Regions from separate parts of the Mus musculus genome. Here all the other regions are linked to region 1. The links are chromatin contacts, called in public ChIA-PET and promoter capture Hi-C maps. All regions are on one chromosome and are shown on one strand. The core of a region is the stretch at or near the end of the contact, and the rest is flanking DNA. Distances in the headings are between cores, read along the strand shown. Region 1 holds the start of Tm9sf1 (transmembrane 9 superfamily member 1). Region 2 holds the start of 1700123O20Rik (RIKEN cDNA 1700123O20 gene). Region 3 holds the start of Ngdn (neuroguidin, EIF4E binding protein). Region 4 holds the start of Thtpa (thiamine triphosphatase).

Region 1 (5,167 bases), core at 1,904-4,403:
TGACTGGTGCACGCCTGGAATCTGAGCACTCAGGAGGCAAAGGTAAGAGGATTCAGTTGGTTTCTGTCTCCTTGCTGTGAGGTTTGCAAGCGTGTGGAGGTTACAGGACCATGCTGGGTGGCTTCCATCGCTGTGCTGTTTTCGCTGTGATAAAACACCAGGACCAAGGCAACTTATAGAAAATAGTTTATTGGCACTGTAGTTCCAGAGGGTCATGTGCTGAACTGCGAGCAGAAGTTGAGCAGACTCAGAGCCTGCTCCAGCACCATCAGTACCACTCTCAAACAAGGTCACACATCCTAAACCTCCCGAAACACCGCCACCAAGTGGGAACCAAAACTTTGAATGCCTGAGACAATGTGGGGCCTTTCATTCGAATCACCACAACCTGGGATGTTTTTGTTTGCTTTGAGACAGGGTCTCAAAACTAAATATCTTCCAATATAAGTGATGACACCATAACTGACTTGTCAGGTCCCACCTACTGAGTATGTGGCCCTGCTGGCACCGCAGGCCCAAAGTCTATTGGAATTCAGCTCTACAACCTGGTACGATTAAAGAACTGCCCAGAGTACATCACAGTTAAGGAGATGCACCCCAGTACTGCTCATCAATGTGCATTAACCAGGCCTGGATAGGTGGTTTGGTAATAAACTGGTAATAATCTCTCATCACAAATAGAAGGTATACCAATTTGTTCAAGACAGAGAGAGAGAGAGAGAGAGAGAGAGAGAGAGAGAGAGAGAGAGAGAGAGAGAAAGAGAAAGAGAGAGAGAGAAACATCCAATATTTCTATGTGAACCCAGAGTATTCCAGAAAGTTAGTATACCTGGAGTAGCATCAGGATATGGCTCTGTAAGGCCTCGTGTTAAGCTATTTTCTACTCTACGTTGTTCCAGTCCAAGTTTGTTATACATAAAAATCAGAACTTGTCAAAAAAAAAATCAGTAGTTAAGAGATCTTTGTGCTTGCTCTTCCAAGATCCTGGGTTTAGTTCCTAGCATCCACACTCAGCAACATGTAACTCCCTCTAATTCAAGCTACAGAGGAACCAACATCCTCTTCTGGCCTCCTTGGGCATCCCTACATCTGTGGCATACATACACAATTGTTTTAAAGCTAGATAGATATGAAAAGGTAGAAATAAAAACAAGAGCTGGGCGGTGATGGCGCACACCTTTAATCCCAGCACTCGGGAGGCAGAGGCAGGCGGATTTCTGAGTTCGAGGCCAGCCTGGTCTACAGAGTGAGTTCCAGGACAGCCAGGGCTACACAGAGAAACACAAACAACAAATGTAGCACAGTGGCTCACCCTGAGACCCCTTGCTGAGGCAAGAGAATCGCTGTAGGTCTGAGGCCAGATGAGGCTGCCGAGACCCGTCTCAATAAAACCTCCAATTAACCAACCCCAGAACCCGATACTCAGCCCCTTCTCTTCCTGAGGTACTGCCGGTTTAACAGTCCTTCCAGCAGTAGTTTGAAAAATGGTCCCAGAGGAAGGTGGCTCAGAGGCTAGCAAGGTGGTTGACATGAAAGAGTATGGGGCCTCTACATCAAGAAAATGATGGAAAACAAAGAATCAGGAAACAAATCAAGGGAGCTTGCGATTTGAGAGGTGCTAAGAGAAGCTTTGATTTCTGGCTTCACTGGGTAGGTCATCCAAAGAAAACTCCAAAGCATCTTAAGTTATTCCTAACCACAGAACTCAGTCAGGCCTGCCTCAGTACCGCAAGCCTTGCACACACTTGCAGTCCCAGCTACTCGCGAAACCGAGGCAGGGCTATTGCTTCGGCAGCAGTTCCAAGGCCAGTCAGGCAACACAGCAAGACTGACTGTCTTGAGGAGGGCAAAGGGGTCAAAACAAAAGCCACTGTGTCTGGCTCAAGCCTAGCTTCCTAGACTCTAACCGCTTCAGGACAGTGGGTGGATCAGAAAAGAACAGTCGTAGGAGTGAGGAAAGAATGGCTGCTTGTGATTTCTCTCAGTACTTGCTTCCGCCAGAATAGAAAAATTGAAGTCAGCTTCCTTCCGTTTGCTCCCATGTTGCCAAGTGAAAGTCACTGTTCAAAAGGGGCAGAGCCCCTTCACAACAGCTTGAGCCAGACAAAAGTAACGCGTTCAAAGAAACCTGCAAAGTTAGGGAGAAGTCCAAACGTCCCACAGACGAACTTGGGAACAAAATGACGGAAGTGAGATGGTACCTGTAAGCTCTGAAACTCTGAAGGCGGAGACTCAAAAGACCCCGGGTTCGAGGTCTGCAGGGACTCCACATTCAAAAAACAAAACAAAAACCTACTTCCGATCAAAAACCGCGCTGTCGGGCTGGTGAGATGGCTCTGTGGGTAAGAGCACCCGACTGCTCTTCCAAAGGTCCCGAGTTCAAATCCCAGCAACCACATGGTGGCTTACAACCATCTCATAACGAGATCTGACTCTCTCTTCTGAAGTGTCTGAGGACAGCTACAGTGTACTTACATATAATAAATAAATAAATCTTAAAAAAAAAACGCGCTGTCAACCCGCACAACTTGCAGGGTGAAATGGCAAACTGTAGGTGCACCTCACCTACCTCCCGCATGCCTGTTGCCAACAATAACCGGTCCGTGCCTCCAGAAAGCCTCGGAGGGGCACCTTTACCAAGGTGTTGGAGGCTACAGGTCCCTGGCGTGGGAACGCGGCACAAAGCCCCGCCCCGCCCAGGTTAGGGACAACTTTCCGCGTCCGGGCCGACCTCAGCAGCCGGGGGCGGGTGCCGCGCTCCCGCTCCCCAGCTGTCTCTCTCCATCCTAGAGAGGACAGCCCAGCCGCGCGAGAGCCCGTGGGAAGCCGCCCGCGACACACCGGCGAGCATCGCGGAGCTCTTGGCTCAGGAGAAGAGCCTTCCCGCCTTCCCGGAGCTGAGGTCCCCGTCGGCGAAGGCGGAAGTGGTAAGACTGACGTGTCCGGGCTGCGGTGCTGCTCGCCGGGACGACCACTGGCATCGCTCGGTGGCTCGGGGAGCGAGCATCGTGGAATCCGTGGCCGGGCCGGATTGCGGGCGAACCAGAGCTCTTCCAGGAGCATTCGAATGAGCCGAGGGCGGACGCCGGCGACGTGGCAGCAGCCGCGGCAATCAGGCGCAGCGGCGGACAACCCGGAGGAGGTCCGTCGTCAGGTCCTCCGCAAGCCTACCGCTCCGGCGCCGCTGTCTGGAAGACCGGGGCAGAAGCCCAAGGGCAGCTACGGGGCCCCGTGAGGCCACTGGCGCCTCTTTGGCCAGCCGGTACCTCGCAGTGAGGACCCTGGAGCTGCGGCGAGTGCCCCTTCCGTAGCAGCGAGCCCGCCGGGCGTTGCTATAGAAACGGGTTGGCACGCGCAGCCCCGGGCTGGGGAGGCCTAGAGGCGTGAACCCTAGGTTGGGAGTACTATTGAGTGCACGCCAGGCCCCGTCTTTGGGATAGATAAGTTCTGTGGTGTGGGGATCGGGAGGCCGAAGGGAGGAGGTGGAGCCAATGGGCACTTGAGAGACCAGAACCGGGTCATCATGATTTGATTCCTAGTTTCTGTAACCACGGGATTCCCCCAACAGGTTCTGCTGCCTTAAGGATGACAGTCCTAGGGTACCCTCGAAGTTGGAGCTGCCATTGTTTGCCAGTCCTGATACTGTTGCTGGGCATAGGCCATGGGCCATGGGTGGAAGGTGTCACACACTACAAGCCCGGCGACCCTGTCATTCTATATGTCAACAAAGTGGGACCCTACCATAACCCTCAGGAAACTTACCACTACTATCAGCTTCCAGTCTGCTGTCCTGAGAAGATCCGCCACAAAAGTCTTAGTTTGGGTGAAGTTCTGGATGGGGACCGAATGGCCGAATCTTTGTACGAGATCCGCTTTCGGGAGAATGTGGAGAAGAGAATTCTGTGTCACATGCAGCTCAGTTCTGCACAGGTCAGCTGCTCTCCGCGGTACATATCACTCAGCCCTCCTTGCTAGGGACTAAGGGTGCCTTGCATCTATGGTACCTTTATGGAAATTATGTTTGGACTCCAACTACAACCCCGTGTACTTGCTTAGATGTTCCAAACTGACTTTTCAAGATAACATGGATCCAGAGATGCAGAGCGGGGAGCTTAGAGCCTAAGGCTCTTCGCTGTCAGTAATAGGTCCCAGAGTCCTGTGCAAGTCTCTCTCCTTCCGTACATGCCTCTGTTTTTTTCCATGACTTTTTTTTTTACTTTTTAGCCTTCCCTGTTACTTTTCTTTTTTTTCCTTTAGCAAATTTTGGAACTTCTTAATTCCAGTCTTTTTATACTTTGCTCCATTTATTTTTCTGAGACTTTATCCTAGCAAAGAGATCCTTGTTCTTTTTTGGGGCTAATATACCAGAATCAGTCAGTGAGTCTCAATGGAAAACAGTTTTGTACCTAGGTACTTTGGCAGTGTATAAAGACATTTGGTTTGGTTGGTTTAGGGGTTTGTTCTTGTTTTGAACATTGAGATAAGGTCTTACTATGTAGCCAAGGCTAGCCTCAAACCCAATAGTAACCTTCTAAGTGCTGGGATAACAGGTTTGTTCTATACCAGATCTCTACCCATCAACTAAGATAGGCTTTCTCTATGTAACAACAGCCCTGGATGTCCTGGAACTCTCTCTGTAGACTAGGATGGCCTTGAACTCACAAGAGATCTACCTGCCTCTGCCTCCCCAGTCCTGGGACTAAAGGCGTGCACCACCGTAGCCCATCTTGGAAATAATTTTGATTGTCACAGCTCAGTGGTACTATTGGTATGTAGTGTGTAAGGATCAAGGATGCTGACCCCTGCCATGCACAGATCAGTATCTCCCTACAACACAGAATTAGCCAAACCAAAATAGGAGTACCGCCAAGTCTTCAAAACCCTGTTTAACTCTGCGAGGCTTTGTGTAACCGACTCCTGGCTTGTTCTTTACAGGTGGAGCAGCTGCGCCAGGCCATTGAGGAATTGTATTACTTTGAGTTTGTGGTCGATGATTTGCCAATCCGTGGTTTTGTGGGCTACATGGAAGAGAGTGGCTTCCTGCCACATAGCCACAAGATAGGCCTCTGGACACATTTGGACTTCCACCTAGAATTCCATGGAGATCGAATTATATTTGCCAATGTTTCGGTGCGGGACGTCAAGCCCCACAGCTTGGATGGGCTGC
Region 2 (5,167 bases), core at 1,899-4,398, 960 kb after region 1:
AGGCCCTATTTCAAAACAACATAAGAACAAAGAACGCAAACCAGGCATGGTGGCACATATGGCAGACCTGCTGGAGGCAGAAGTATCAGGAGTTAGAAGATCAGTCTCAGTTACATTGTTGTTCCAGGCCAGCCTGAGACAAAAAATAAAACAAAACAAAACAAAGACTCTACCTGACCACTGTTCCTGGTGGCCTTTGTTCTAGCACATTAACTTTTATTTGCTTTTATTTGAAGCTAAATTTATTCACATGCTGGAAGTTTTTTCCAACAGTCTCTTCTAGGATGTCTTTTCTTCTTTGTCGCCTCCTCTTCTGGCTTAGGAACAGCTCCTTTTCCGTGAGGAACATTTCAATGTGGCAGACAAGCTCACGTGAGTTTGTCTGACCCTATTTTGGGTGTTTTGCTCTGGCTATTGTCAGTGACCACAGAATCTATAGCACAACCTGGAAGTTCAGCATTTTCAAGCATGGATAGCAAAAATCCAACACTCTTCCACCAGTCATATGTCTAGACCTACTGCTTATTGTTGGCACACTTAACAACTCTACTGCTATACTACCTACAAATCACACACTGCTTCTTTAAAGGGACACCTTTTAGATGCTGGATGGCTTTCTAAGTACACACAGCCTTGATGGCCTTGGCAATTTCATAGGTGACAGACACCTGAACGTCTTGGTTTGAATGATTTGGGGGCAGAGGTTCCTGTACCAAGAGAAGAGTAATTATTTTCAGTTACCTCGAGTCTTAGAGAAAAATCTCGCAGGCCTCAAATTCAAGATTCTCCTGCCTCAGCCTTGAAGTGTTGTTGGTGTTACAGACTGCAGGCATGCCACCTACCTATAGTCTCTCTCCCCACATCCCTTCTGATTTTATAGTCAGTCTGAACTGTGAAGTGTCACCACAGCACTTCTGTGATGCTAGCGATTCACTTTCTACTCTCCAGAACCCGTGCATCAAGTGACCTGAAACCACCTGTAGCTTCAGCTCCTGATCTGAACTTTGAACTCTGTGAGACAGGCACATACCCATAGACAGACACACATATACACAAAATAATAAAAACAAGCCAGATGGTGGGGAAGCCCTTAATCCCAGCACTTGGGAGGCACTCACAAGCAATCTCTAGTTCATAGCCAGCCTGGTCTACAGAATGAGTTCTAACACAGCTAGGGCTACACAGAGAAACCCTGTCTTGAAAAGAACCAAACACATAATAAGGAAAGGCAAGCAGCTGAGGCAACCTGGGTAGTAAAGAAAGAAATGATCAAAACCCACACAGAAAACACATCTTGCTTGCTCTCTCTCTAAAATTAAAGTGTGCAGCTTTTTAAACTTTGGTACAAGCAACTGGCCCTAACAGTTTGTTCCACAGTTACACAAGTGTGTGTGTGTTGGAGAGACATGATGCAAGAACCCTCTGTGCAATGCGTACACAGTCTCTGAAATCTGTTTTAAAAAATTTATGTTCTATGACCCCCTTATTAAATTCTGTACCACACCAGTAAACTTTAGAGCAGGCTAAGTCTTGTCTCAAATAAGGTAGCAGAAAATCAGAAGCCACACTAACTTTTTTCAGGTTCTGAAAAAAAAAATGCCTTTGCTTTCTTGACTTGGCCTAAAAAGTGTGCTATTGATGCACATCTCTGAACAGTTTTCCTTAATGGTTTATACCTGCAAGTGCCACTGACTTTGCATTATGTGTGCAAATGTAAGCCAACTTATTCCAAAATGTTTCCGTCCTACAGTTTGTTTCTCCAACAACGAAAACCTTCACCTCTCTATGACCGTAATTACTACTGCTGTTCCTACCTCTTCAAGTTGGAAGATTTGTATCGACAAAGAATAGAATCCCTAAACGTAAGTTCTAAGTCCCGGTTCAGGGTGACTGCCAGTTTCAAAGTGGCTCTACAGGGAGAAGTTTCTCCTAAAACTTCTCTTTTTCAGAGAAAGGTAATTTTTAACCCAGGGTCTTGCTACATGGCTTCCATGGTTATTGTCATTAATAAACTCAAAAGACCTGATTTTTCTTTTTCCCACGTAGGAAGCCGCAGGTCTCTCATTCCTTAGCCCCACAGGACAAAGTATTTCTTACACAGAATGGCCGGGATATAGAAGATGGAAGCAGGAGGGGTCCCCAAAAACCTGCAGACACCAAGTCTCATCTGGCCTAGGAGAGACTTCTTTTCCTCTTACCTTCCTTTTCCCCTTGGAAGACGCCCAGAGATCACAAGAGTCCTTCAGCTCCTGCTCCAACTCTCCGAGCCTCTTCCATGTTTCCTGAAAACCCGAAGCAGAGCCAGCCCCCAGTAACCCACGCACTTCCGGTCCGGAACCAGCCCCAAATACCCAAGTGCCCCAGCGCCCCGGCCCCCAGGTCCGGAGATAGCCGAATATCTCCGATTATGGGTATGCCAGATTCGAGGGCTTCCGAAGAGATTCGATTCAAAGCCCCGGCAAGCCGAAAACAAACGAGCCTGAAAGCCAGATGGGAGGGGCCAGCCGCTAGGTAGATGGAAAAAGCCGATTGGTACCGATGTGGGGACGGAAACGACCGAACAGCTCCGGAGAAACCCGGGGAATTCTGAGCGGTAATAGAGGGGTAGACTATGGCAGTGGGCGGGGCCAATCCGGTCCGTTCGAAGGGCGTTGGCGGAAATTACCGAAGATGCCCGAAGCCGTCGGGACGGACCCGAGTACCTCACGCAAGATGGCGGAGCTGGAGGAGGTGACTCTGGACGGGAAGCCTCTTCAGGCTCTGCGGGTGACCGACCTGAAGGCCGCACTGGAGCAGCGAGGCCTAGCCAAGAGCGGGCAGAAGAGTGCCCTGGTCAAGCGGCTCAAAGGGGTGAGAAGTCAGCGTTGCCGAGGTGTCGGAGGGGAGCGGACCCGGTAGAGACGAGTCTCCGCCGCGGCGCAGGCGCAGTGTCCGGGCTCGGCGCGAGCTCTCTCAGGCCGCCAGCGCGAGCCTGCAGATCCACGCGCACGGTGGTTGGTGTGGCTGGCGCTGGGATAGAGATAACGCCGGTTCCCGCCTTAACGGCAGCGGCGCGAGCCCAAAATGGGAGGGTGCGCGCTACTCTCCCGGAGTGTCTTAAGCTCCTTCCTTCTTCCCCCACCCCCTCCTTGTTTGTGTCTGTGTTGTCGGCGCATGCGCTGCAGAAGGAGTTAAATCCCTCTACAACCACCGGTGTGGCTGGCCTTAAGGGGGCGAGCAGGGCTGGGTCCGAGTTAGGGATACAGTTGGGCGGATGGGGTTGCTGTCTATGTCTGCAATAGGACATTTGTGATAGGGTAAAAAATGTCCGCTCGACTAGATTAAGTGAAAGGAAACCTTGATAGAAAGACTTGGTCAGAGACGGCTGTCTAATTTATAGGGAATCGAGCAGCAGTCTGGATAAGTATTTGGTGGCTATTGGTACGAGAGGTGAGACAGATTACTTTAGGCTGGGGATTTTGTGTCGGTTTGAGTAGTGAGGGTGAGCTTGTCGGGAGGTACACATACTGTGTATCGCTTTGGTGTAAATGGAGGGAAAGAAGGTGAGCTGAACTAGTGTTATTAGAGTTCATTAGCATACGTGACTCGTAATACTGATGGGGACTCTGGGTCAGTTCAGGGTTTGAGTTGACAGACCGTTGCTTATCCCGAAGCTGACAGTTTGTGGGTGGGTGTGGATTAGGTCAGACCACTGGTTACAAGGTCTGTGGTTAGTTTCCCTGTGAAATTTTTAATACATTTTATTTGTCCGGGTGTTACACTGCTGGAAGTTGTGCAAGTTCAGTTAAGTAGTTGTAGTTCTGAAAAACTAATCAAATAATAGTCAAATCCAAATTAGCCTCTTGTTGGTTTTATGTGATTTGAAACTTGTTCTGAGTACTTGGAATTTTTTTTTTGCCTGTATTACCGGATTTAGAAGTGGCTCCTAGTCAAAATTGCAGACAATAATAGAGATTCTAGTTCCGATTCTGTCATTTTTGCTGATTTTTGTGACATAGCCAGGTCACTGATTCTTTGTGTGCCTGTGTTTTACATTTGGGAGCAGTAACCATGGCTACCTTTAAGAGACTTATGAAGATGAATGAGAACAGTATTAATAAAGGGCTTTTAGTCTCGGTGAAAGGAATATAGTATAAATGTATATTTAAGTAATTGAATGAGAAGGCTGTGGGAGAGGTAGAGACCTGGATTGCGTTTTTGTTCCCCCTCCCGGTTTCTGATTTTTGCTCTTCTTTATACCAGGCTCTAATGCTAGAAAATTTACAAAAACACTCAACACCCCATGCTGCATTCCAGCCAAATTCACAGGTAAGAGAAAAGGTTTGTTTAGATAGAATGGGCTATTTGGAGACTATAGTAAGTAAATGGGAAGACATGGTGTTGTTTTCCTTGTCATCAGAAGCAGTATTTTCTTAAACTATTTTTATTGCAAGTGATCTCACACTAGACAGTTGATGTCTTTTTTTTTTTTTTAAGGTTTATTTTTATTTTATGTGTATGGGTGATTTGCCTCCCAAAGGGTCCCCACAGAGGCCAGAAGAGGATGTCAAATCCTCTGGAACTGGAGTTACAGACAGCCGTGAGCCACCATATGGGTGCAGAATTGAACCTGGGTCCTCTATAAAAGCAGCCAGGCCTCTTAACCATTGAGCCATCTCTCCAGCCCTCAGACAGTTGAATTCTAATCAACCTCAATTTTGTATAAAGACATGGAGTTTAAAAAAAGAAAAAGAATTTAAAAAATACAGTTTTATTTGAAAGAATTTGATACCTTATTAGTAACCCCCTAGTTCTAGGACTAACTGCTTAACAATCTGTAGTTTCTCTTAAACATCTTTAATACTTTGATTACTTAGGACAAGATACTTAACACTTGGAGTCCTTTGTTTCTTTACCTGTAATAGGAAGAGTAGTCTGACTTAGGTCATTGTTTTATAACTACTCTGCCGGTTTGTCTTAGGAAAAAAACTTTCTTCTAAGAGTTTGTGCATAAATGTTTTTGTTGTTGTTGTTATTGTTGTAAAGTTGAATCAGAGTATCTCTGTGTAGCCAGAATGGCTGAGCACTCAAGCTATTCTATCTTCAGACTCAGGGCAGTCCCCTGCCCAGCTTCCCTAGTGCTGGTGTAATGGGCTTGTGCTCCATCCCCCAGATTTCTACAAATGTT
Region 3 (5,167 bases), core at 1,173-3,672, 630 kb after region 1:
AGGTAACTGAAGTGACAGGAAACGAAGCTGGGGACTTCTGTATATAAAGTCGTCACCACGGTCCAAACTGACATCATCTAAGACTGTAAGAAACAAAAGAGCAACTCCTCGGCTGTCCTACATGGCTGCTCAAAGTGACGACTCCATTCTTACGTCTTACCCACACACCACACCACACACACACACACACACACACACACACACACACACACACACACCACAACATCCACAAAACCACCTACTCCCCCACAGCATTCAATGGTGAGTATCTCAGGCACATAGCTACTCTCAAACCCCACTGCTTTCTCTGAGGTACCTTTTTTTTGACTCTGCTTGGCTGGCATATCACTCCTCCTGACTTCTGTAAAATGACTGCCACTACTCCTATCTAGTCTTCTGGTCTGCAATTCTTGCCAGACTCCTGTACAGAACCCACACATTACCCCTTTTAGATGAAGCTCTAACTCTTAGGACATACACCACATAACAAACCTACAGTAAAAACCAAACCAAACCAGCAAGCACATCATATGAGGAGGTCCTCCCTCTTCAAGTACCCCCCCCTTAAGATTTACAGTTATTTATGTGTATGTACATTCACACGGCACATGTGTATGGGATGCCCGAGCTAGAATTGTGGGTCATGTAGACACGAGTGCTGGGATCCAAGTGGTTACGTCACCTGGACGGGTGACGTAACCACGGAGCTGGCCCTCCAGCCTGTGCAGGAGCCCTTACCTTCTCTGTAGAATACGTTCCAGCTCGAACTTTTGTCGTCAGTGCTTGGATTTGTGCAGTGACAGCCATCACCTGAAATTAGCCAAGTTAAACCCGAATAGCTCACCCGACCACAAGTAATGTCTATGAACAGTGAAGGATAAATACTAGATAATGCCGCCTAAAAAATGATCTGAAACGCTGTTGCTGAACACCACTGAACTGAGCGTTTCCAACAGTTCTCCAAGAGGCAGAGAAAACATCGTCATGGTGCTGTCTAAAGATGAGGGAGGGGGTCATTAAGAAACCAAGTGAAGGGGGTGAGGAGCCCGACAGTGGCGATGAGGGCTGTGACTTTTGTTGTTTGTGGGGTTGTTTTTGTTTTTTGAGATAGGGTTTGTCTATGAAGCCCAGGTTGTTCTGGAACTCACTATACACTCCAAGCTGACCTTGAACTCACAGAGATCCACCTGCCTCTGCCTCCTAAGTGCTGGGTTTAAAGGTGTGCACCATAAACAGGCCAAGGAGTGTAATTTTATCTGTACCACTAGAACTTACTATGTAAATGCATATTAAGTGGCACTTATAGCCACTATTTTGACAGATTGTCAACATCTGTTTTCTTAGTTATTATTTAAATAAAGGAGTTTGGGTATAACTTAAAAAAAGTTTTCTGGGGGGTGGCTGCAATCGGAATGTAAAGTGACTAAATAAAATAAATAAATAAGTAAGTGAATGGGGGAAAAACAGCTTTCTGTATTTCTTTGGGAGCTGAATGAATTATTTTGAACTTTCATGAAGCGCATATAAGGCTTTTATTTTACACCTAAGATAATTTTGTAGTATTCGAATCATCAAAGTGTGTGGATGAGACTTATGAAGTCAAAGTTAATCCCTGACTGATTTATTCTAAAAGACATACATACTCACCTGCTCCTGGAGGTTTTTCAAAAGTGTTATCGAACTTGACACGTCTGACTCCAGCACCTCCTACAGATAGGAGGGGACAGTTAAAGGTGATCAATTTCTTACTTTAGGCGATGATGATTGCAGAACGTACTGCCTATCAAACTCCCTCCTTTCCTTCAAAACAGTCGCGACTTTTGGGTCGTTTTCCCCCCGCACAGGGGCAGGCAGCCTCGGCACACAGCCAGTCTCCTCCCACCACACCCCCCCCAATTTACTGGAAAAGACCGGAGATTTCATCGCCAAACTTTACGGCTGCCTTTGCCCCAGCCACATTGTACATGTGACGCTAGCTCTGCTCGGAACATTGTCCCACCTTAAGGCCGGGTCACCGCCCGCCATGGTCACGAGACTCTCCCTACAAAGCTCATTCTGAAGAGTAATTTGGGGTTAGCCTCCTGTCCGGAACCAGCCAACCTGCAGCGTCTGACCCTCCCTCTCATCTGACATACGATACCGCTGTGTCAGAGTGAGCGCATCCCTGAGACAACTCTCATCACTCTCATCATCCATGGTGCCAACGGTTTGCCTCGATCCGTGGAGGCGAAAGGAAACTTTCACAGATTCCTTCCTTTCCGGGAAGAAGCAAGGAGACAGAACTCACCGGAGCCGCCATCTTCGCAAAGCCCACCCTTTCCGGGCCCGAACTTCCTAGGAGCTAGCGTGAGTTCATAGTTTTGATAGACAATCACAGTTTGCAAATTTCAGCCAATGGAAGTAAGAGATCTTTCATTTCCGCTAATCGGAGAGGCGGGACCTCACCTAGCCAATGAAATAAAGAAACTCCCTGAATGTGTCAAACGCAGAGGCGTTCTTAAGGCGTAAAGGTGGGCGGGGACAGAAGCATGTGATTCGTGATTTACAGAGAATGATGGATGCTAATTCCAATAAATATTGTGCAGATTATTGATTGACAGCTAGTGCAACCAGTAGAAAAAAGAAATTAGTTATGCAGCCCGAGAGCTCATTGGCTCCCAGATGCCGCAGAGACAGTCTTTCCACGGCGTTTTCCGTGTAGTGCCAAAACAGACCGCAGGGTGGCGGCTTCCGTCCGTTCTCTGATGCGGCAGGGTTGCTGGGCCGCCATTGGCCCCAGGACTTCCAAGTGCGCCTTTCCTGGTTCTGTGACTGTCCTTGAACAACAGTGGAGCCCTTTTCATCCGTAATTTGGATGGTTGGGATGGAGGAGCGGGAACCCAAGGTTCAGAAACCGTCGGCCGCATCACCGGCCAACCCTCCCCGTGCACGCCTAGGACTCTGCGCAAAGGCCGCATTGCGCCCTGCATTCCTCTCGAGGGAAAAATCGACAGGCGAGGAACCGGCTCAACCTGCGTGCCTTTCTCACTGCTCCACTCGTCCACCGCAGAACGTGGTTAAAACCCTGGCTGTGCATATTTCCTTTGTCCCCGTCATCTTTTCTCAGTATCTTCCAACACGCCCACTCCCTCGCCTCTCACGGGCTGGAGGATTAGGTGGGAGTTATAACTCCCACTCTCCGTCTGCATTACACAATACAGCGCTAGAAAGGTCCTCCTGGCTCGGAGTTTCCTCGCGCAACAGAAGAGCAGACCTGAGCCGGGAAATCCAAAGTGTAGCTTTGGCCTTTAATCCCAGATCTCTTTAGTCAAGAGACAAGCAGAGCTCCATGAGTTTCAAGCCAGTCTGGTCTACATTGTGAGATCCCATCTCAATAAACAAAATGAAAACGGGGCTGGAGCGATGGCTCAGTCAGTGGCCAAGAGCACATATTATTCTTGCAGATGACCAACGTTCCATTCCCAGCACCCAGACAAGACAGCTCACAACTACCTTTAACTCCAGCCCCAGGGGAATTTTAGTTCCTTCTGACTTCCCTATATACAGACATAGGCATACATAAAAGTGATTGTTTTTTTGTTTTTTGTTTTTTGTTTTTTTTTTTTAAGCAAAAAAGAGTAATCCTTTTTCTATCTTGAATTCTGGGTGAAACATTCTAGTTTCTACCTATTTGGGAACTACATAAAATGGGACAGAGGGTTTGCCTGTGATATTTATTTGCTGTTTAAGGTTCATTGGGAGGCGCAGAGCACTGTAAGAACCTACAAGAGTTTTGGTATTTTTCTGTCTTTTAAAAAAAAAAGTTTATTTATTATATGTGTGCGGCACGCTTGTGAAGATCAAATGGGAGTTGGATCTCCTTCCACTATGTGAGTCCTGGAAATAGAACTCAGTTGGTCAGCCTAGTGGGCAAGCGCCTTGACCTGGAGCCATCTTGTCAGCACTTTTCATGTATTTATTAGGATTTTCTTGTGAAACTTCTGTTTTAACACTATTTTTTGGAACTTGAAGTTTGTCATATGTGTTATAGACAAACGATTACAATATCTGAGAAAATAAATAATACTTCCTTTTAAAGAAAAGATTTATTTATTTTATGTATTGAGTACGCTGTCACTGCCTTCAGACACACCAGAAGAGGGCATCAGGTCCCATTACAGATGGTTGTGAGCCACCACGTGGTTGCTGGGAATTGAACTCAGGGCATCTGGAAGAGCAGTCAGTGCTCTTAACTGCTGGTACTGCCTTATTTTTTTTTTATCATTAAAATACCAATAACCTTGGCGAGATGGCTCAGCTGTTAAGAGCACTGGTTGCTCTTCCAGAGGTCCTCAGTTCAGTTCCCAGCACCCATGGCAGCTCACAACTGTCTGTAACTCCAGTTCCAGGGGATCTGACACCCTCATACAAATCCATAGTAGATAAAGTTAAAAAAAAATGAAGAAGGGGAAAAAATTAAAAATACCAATCACCTTGTATGTTACAAGAAATATGAGAGCTAACAATGCAATAAATCTTTCTAAAGTTATTTCAGATTCAGCCAGCAATCAAGAACACAAGAGCATTAAATTTGTCTGTTTTGTCTTTTGTTGTTTTCAACAGCTCCAGATGCTGCTGAGCACTCAGCACATTTACAAGTATACACTGAGCAAAGATAAAACTTTTTTAGGAATACAAATTTAATTGCAGTTTTAATTATTAACATTTAGCATTTTTGAAAGTTTCATGAGTACATATTTACATGATTTCACCCCCTATTCTCCCTCCTCCAACTGCTCCTGTGGCCTCTCTCTATCTCAACATCATGATTTCTTCTTGTTTCACACACACACACACACACACACACACACACACACACACACACACACATGCAGGCAGGTAGATAAGTAGATTTGTCTAAATAAATGCAATGTGCTGAGTCTATTCAGTGTTGCTTATGTGTTTAGGGATATATATTGTGCTGGTTCGTTTTTTTGTCGATGTGACACATAGGGTTACCTGGAAAGAGGGAACCTCAATTGAGAAAATGCCTTCATAAGATCGGCCTGTACACAAGTCTGAATAATGATAGATGTGGCATTTACCAAGTGGTCCTGGCTTATATAAGAAAATGAGATGAACAAGCCATGGATGGAGCCGGTCAGCATCAGTCCTCCATATTTTCTGT
Region 4 (5,167 bases), core at 677-3,176, 550 kb after region 1:
CCCATACCAGTGTCATGCTCAGCCAAAAGCATGGACAACGAGGTGTGGCTACCTACACCTGTAATGCCACAAGCTTAAGGCCTTTCCTGGGCTACATAGAAGACCACAGAAAGAGCCAAGGGAATAATAACCATGTAGGAAGTTGAAAGAGAAAAGAGAAGTTTGTGGGAAGGATCAAAGCAGAGACCTAATAAATAGAACTAGGAGAATTAAGTGATAACCAGGATGAAGATTGGGAACCGGGAAGAATAAAATCCAAATTAGCTACTAAAGAATTGGAAAGGATTCTTATCAAAGTGTAAACAAATTAGATTTTCAAGAAAATCTCTACAAAAAACAAAAAACAAAAGCACATAATTAAAAGGTGCCACATGCCTTTAATCCCAGCACTTGGGAAGCAGAGGCAGGCGGGTTTCTGAGTTCGAGGCCAGCCTGATCTACAGAGTGAGTTCCAGGACAGCCAGGGCTACACAGAGAAACCCTGACTCGAAAAAACAAAACAAAACAAAAAACCAATTTTCCTTACAAAAATGATTTCCCTCCACTCCTCTATGGCTCAGTAAGGACCTGCAGTGAGGTTAAGTGAGAAAAAAGGACAGCCCAAAGGGCCTGCCTGTCTTCCTCACCCACCATGTTCCTGAGCATAGAAGGGCCTGCCTCCCTCCCCCACCATGCTGCGCACACAAAGACCTGTCTCCCTCACCAAGCATGCTACTGACGGTGATGATCTTCTCTAGGGCAGCCGGGACTTCAGCCTTCTCGTGCACCATGGCCTCTACCTCACCCACAGCATAGCCGAAGTCCGCTGAATCCAAGTCTATTGTGAGCTGAGGCTCCTGTCCATGGGCTCCAGATAAGGCCAGCTTCCAGGAGCTTCGCGTAGTAATAAAACTAGCCACCTCCTGCAGCTTCAGCGAGCCCAGGACAGCAGCCACACCTGCAGGCTTCTGCTCCCCAGACCCGAGCAGTTCAAAGAGCTGGGCCACAATCGCAGCTTCCGATGTGACTTCCACATACTCATTGTGAGGTCCTGAGACACCTGTTACTCCAGGACATTTGAGCTCCCATCCACTACCTTCTCGTTGTCGCAGCCAGTGGTCAGACAGCATAAGGCTTAACTCAGAGGTATCATAGTATGTGTCTCGGAAGGTGACCCGGTGCTCCAGGGTGGCCCCCAACTCCTGCAGCCTTTCCTCCGTGTCAGGCCCTGGAGCGAACTTTCGCTCCACTTCAATCAAGCCCTGGGCCATATTAACCTGCAACCCTGTTTGCCAGGTATTCACTGAGTGCTCAAGGTGAGGACTAGTCAGCAAAGACGGACTAGTCCTGGATCAATTTAAGATGCATATACACTGTCCCAGAGCTCTGCTCCAGGTTCACAGGGCTCTACTTGGAGGTCTCTGCGGGCTGCAACAATGGTGACAAGTCTCCAGTTAAATCCTACTACTGATAACCCAAAAGGCTCCCTAGCAAACAGGCCGTAATGCTGATGACCTATCTTCTCGCTACACCTTGCTACCCAAGGCCAGTGATTCACTGCCCAGGATGATCTGCCATTCTTCGCCTAGCACCAAACAGCGGTACCTCGGGACACTCTTCAAGACCCCAGGGTCTCCTTCTCCCGGGACCCGGAAGTGGGGGAAGGGTGCCCACGCTACACCCGCGAGGAATGCCGGGAGCGGTCTCCGGCTCCGGACCTTAGTCCAGGCTCTTTACGCGCGAGACCGGTCCCAGCACTAGCGGCCATATTAGACCGGTGTGGCGGTGCCGATGACAAGCTAGGCCTGAGAGGTCTGTTAGGTTACGTGCGACCCAACCCGGTGGGCAAGAGAAGAGAGAGCTTCCTCTTGCCCGCTGTTCATCCTGCATTTTTCCTGGAGCCCAGGAATCGGCCAAGATCTCGAGCCTTAGCGTGAGCCTGGCATCCTGGGCCTGGTGCATGATGGGAGATGTAGTTTCCAAAGGACCACCTCACCTTTCCTGCCCACCGATCACTAAGGAAATCAGAATTAGTTTCAGCAAGCGGGACTCTACCTCAAGCTCTACAGGAAGGCTTTTGGGGGTGGCGAACGGGAAGAGTAGTTCCCAACCCCTCCCAGTGTAGACAGTGAATGCGACTGATAAAACACAAGCTATGGCTCCCCACTAAGTGGGGAGTTGTAATGGTTAGTGGAGTAATTCAGTGGTCACTTGGAATATTTTTTATAGTTGTTTTGTCTTTTGTTGCTTCTTGTTGTTTTGACACAAGGATCTCATGTAACCCAATTTGACCTGGAACTCCTCATTCCTCTTCGAGTGAGTGCTGGGTTACCTGTGTGAGCTGCCATGCCCTTACCTCTATCCTGGGATTTTCGAGAGGATAAATGGGAAACTTTCTGTCAATGGAGGAAGTGATGTTTTGAATGTGAATTAGAGATGTAATGGGACAGCTGGAGTGATGGATGCTCAGCACTTAAGTACACTTGCTGTGCTTACAGAGCTGGGATTACCTTCCCAGCACTTAAAGCGCAGGTGGCAACCTCTTTAACTCCAGTTACAGCGGGGTTCTTACGCCCTCTTCTGGCATCCTCCTGTACTGTACTACAGACAAAATACTGGTACATGAGAGTGTATGAGAGAGAATGAATGAATGAATGAATGAATGAATGAATGAATATGGTGGGATTTCTGGAGACCTAGGTGGGAATAACCGCCTGGGTAAAAGCCCAGAAACTAGCTACAGCACCTAGCCAGTATCTAAGCTGACGATGGCTTGAAGTGCAATTGAGTGGCGGGTTGAAAAGCCATGAGTGAGTGGCAGACTCAGTTCAACAGTCGCGGAGGTGGCATTGTTGGGAGTACGAGCAGTAGACAGGCAGAGTGCTGTGCTGCTGCTGGTTTCCCACCATCGGGGAAGCTGAGGCAAGAGGTGACAGCTTGCGGAGAGCCTGAGCTACAGACTGACTTACAGCCCCTCCTGGGCCAAGAGTGAGACAGGCAGGGAGCATCATGGGAACTTGGCACTTACAGACATGGCATTTTGAGCTTAGGAAGGCATTAAACAAACTCCTGCTTCTGGTCTATGGGTTGGATCTTATAGAACACAGAAAATACCAGTGCTTCAACAAGACTGAAAAGTAAAGCCAAGGATCTGAGTGGGGAGGGAACAAGTCCGAGACCCCATCTCTTCTCATTAGCCCAAACCTCACCCGTCCGTCCTCTTTTGTAGACCCACTTGCTCCTGGCCATGGTACAACCACCCTCTCCCGCTTCAGTTATATGAGGATTGAAGAACCAGTTACAAACTTTATTTACTGTTACATGGTAGAAACTCAAAATATTGGTTTCATAAGAAAATATGCCACGCAGCAAGCTTGGGCTCTGGAGACCACTGAGGGTTTACATCATGGGACTATTACTTATCGGCCATGCAATCTTGAGCTGGGAAACCTTATTTTCCTCTAATATAAAATATAAAATAAAGTCCTGTATACTCTGCTTTACAATCTTTTTTTTTTTTCTAAGACAGGGTTTCTCTGTGTAGCTCTGGTTGTCCTAGAACTCATTCTGTAGACCAGGTTGGCCTCAAACTCAGAGACCCACCTGCCTCTGCCTCCCAAGTGCTAGATCAAAGGCGTGTGCCACCACGCGCAGCTTCGCTTCAGAATCTTAAAATTTAGAATATAAAACACTGATGAGCTGTTAAGGAGAAGGAACCAAAGCCTCCCATCTCCCTTCCCAACACTGAGTTAAGAACACAACAACACTGAGAGAAACACTATGAAACTGCTATGAAACAGAATGTTCTAGTAATCAAACGGGGGGGGGGGGGACGATAAGACTAGAAGAAGGGAGTGAAATAGGGATGAACCTCCTGAAGGCTCTGCGAAGCAATAGTGCTTTAAAATAAAACAACACCCAGCACTTGGGAGGTAGAGGCAGAAATCTAGTCTATAAAACGAGTTCTAGACAGCCAAAGCTACCCATAGAAGCCCTGTCTCGAAAAAAAATTTTTTAAATAAAAATAAAACACACTTCTGTAAGCAGGATAAAGAGGAGGGAACAAGAGTTTTAAGGGACCTGCCCTTTTTGCAGGCATAGGGTAGACCTACTGCCTGAGTCAAGGAAGAAGCCTGTGGATATGGACGGTCTGCCCCGCCCTGAGATCTTGGCCCCCACCCAGGTCCCTGCGTCCTGGGACACCGGTTGACTCCGCTAGCTGTCTATAGAGGGCGGACACCTATAGACTACAATTCCCAGTATGCATTGCGGCGGGCGGGTCGCTGCACCTGCTCAGTGGGGCTGCCCCGGGCGCCTGGGTATTGATTATTCCATTGTGTGGGACGCCTTGGCTCCAGCCAGTGAATGAGGCGGAGGAGTGAGGGCTTGAAGGAGGAGGGCGAGGAGGAGGAGGAGGAGACAGGGAGCAAGCCAGTGCCCAGGGTGAATCAATGGAAACCCACTCACGAAGCCGGGAAAACACTTCAGCCGCAGCCAAATAGCATTGATTATTTTCTTTCACTTCCCTCACCGCCGTGAATTTATTTATTTTTCCATCTCCGTCCCTGACGCCCCGGAGCGAGCGCTGAAGGGAGGGAGGAGGAGGGGCAAAAAAGGAATCAACACATCGGAGAAGTCCCTTCCAAGAGCCGCCCCCTCCCCTCCCCGCCTCGCGCTGCTTGGCGGCCGCGGTTCGACTCCCGTCCCTGCTTCCAGCTGAGGTGTAAGTGCATCGATTTCCGATGCTGCTGGGTTGGTGTGTTTTTTTTTTTTCTTTTTTTTTCTTTTTTCTTTTTTCCCCCCTCTTCTCTGCCTCTCACTCTCCTTCCCTTCCATGCTCTTCCGAATCTCGAGATCGAGAAGAGAGGAGGCGCTGGGAGATTGCTACTGGATGGGGACGGAGAGGGACGGGAAGAGGCTGGGGGAGGGGACTCAGACGGACAGACAGCCGGGGAGAAGGGGACAGGAGTACTGGGGAGAAAGGGCGCGCGAGTGGGGATGGGGAAGAGGCAGAGGTGGAAGAAACGGAGAAGGGAAAGATAGGGCCAGCCGGACAGAGGGCAGCGAGAGCCTAGACGTACCGCGCCGAGCTCTACCGGGAGCGGGGTTCCTGGAGGGAAAGGGAGGCCGGGTGAGTGCGAGGGCTCTGAGCTATCAGCCTGGAGGGGCCTGCAGCGCATAGGATCTC

Evidence for each region. Promoter capture Hi-C pulls out the DNA fragments that hold promoters and counts their contacts. ChIA-PET counts read pairs in DNA pulled down with a chosen protein or histone mark.
Region 2: an RNA polymerase II ChIA-PET map of memory CD8 T cells shows a contact between it and region 1, with 7 read pairs. The contact joins the promoter of 1700123O20Rik here to the promoter of Tm9sf1 in region 1. A contact is called at or near these places in 1 of 39 promoter capture datasets (liver), 2 of 115 datasets of contacts at active chromatin or transcription factors (astrocytes and memory CD8 T cells) and 1 of 9 other capture datasets (adipose tissue).
Region 3: a contact with region 1 is called in an RNA polymerase II ChIA-PET map of memory CD8 T cells, with 8 read pairs. The contact joins the promoter of Ngdn here to the promoter of Tm9sf1 in region 1. A contact is called at or near these places in 7 of 39 promoter capture datasets (the C10 cell line, embryonic stem cells, hippocampal neurons and 2 more) and 2 of 115 datasets of contacts at active chromatin or transcription factors (forebrain and memory CD8 T cells).
Region 4: a contact with region 1 is called in a promoter capture Hi-C map of embryonic stem cells, with 4 times the contacts expected there. The contact joins the promoter of Thtpa here to the promoter of Tm9sf1 in region 1. A contact is called at or near these places in 16 of 39 promoter capture datasets (the 3T3-L1 cell line, 3T3-L1-derived adipocytes, the C10 cell line and 10 more), 2 of 484 Hi-C or Micro-C datasets (B cells and CD8 T cells), 8 of 115 datasets of contacts at active chromatin or transcription factors (the 230-238 cell line, the SCID.adh cell line, embryonic forebrain and 3 more) and 2 of 9 other capture datasets (adipose tissue and embryonic stem cells).

What each region holds. Positions count from the first base shown.
Region 1 is chr14:55,641,357-55,646,523 of GRCm38.p6, reverse strand. It overlaps Tm9sf1 (transmembrane 9 superfamily member 1), which reads left to right and starts at 3,153. Exons shown (of 5, transcript NM_001360063.1): 1 at 3,153-3,930; 2 at 4,936-5,167. The coding sequence starts at 3,586. It also overlaps a transcript of Tssk4 not described here.
Region 2 is chr14:54,684,152-54,689,318 of GRCm38.p6, reverse strand. It overlaps 1700123O20Rik (RIKEN cDNA 1700123O20 gene), which reads right to left and starts at 3,148. Exons shown (of 2, transcript NM_021437.2): 1 at 2,199-3,148. Acin1 (apoptotic chromatin condensation inducer 1) reads left to right here and starts at 2,388. Exons shown (of 19, transcript NM_023190.3): 1 at 2,388-2,850; 2 at 4,243-4,308. The coding sequence starts at 2,539.
Region 3 is chr14:55,012,709-55,017,875 of GRCm38.p6, reverse strand. It overlaps Ngdn (neuroguidin, EIF4E binding protein), which reads right to left and starts at 2,422. Exons shown (of 11, transcript NM_026890.2): 1 at 2,288-2,422; 2 at 1,648-1,707; 3 at 739-810. The coding sequence starts at 2,299.
Region 4 is chr14:55,091,543-55,096,709 of GRCm38.p6, reverse strand. It overlaps Thtpa (thiamine triphosphatase), which reads right to left and starts at 1,926. Exons shown (of 2, transcript NM_153083.5): 1 at 704-1,926. The coding sequence starts at 1,250. It overlaps Zfhx2 (zinc finger homeobox 2), which reads left to right and starts at 4,662. Exons shown (of 10, transcript NM_001039198.1): 1 at 4,662-4,702.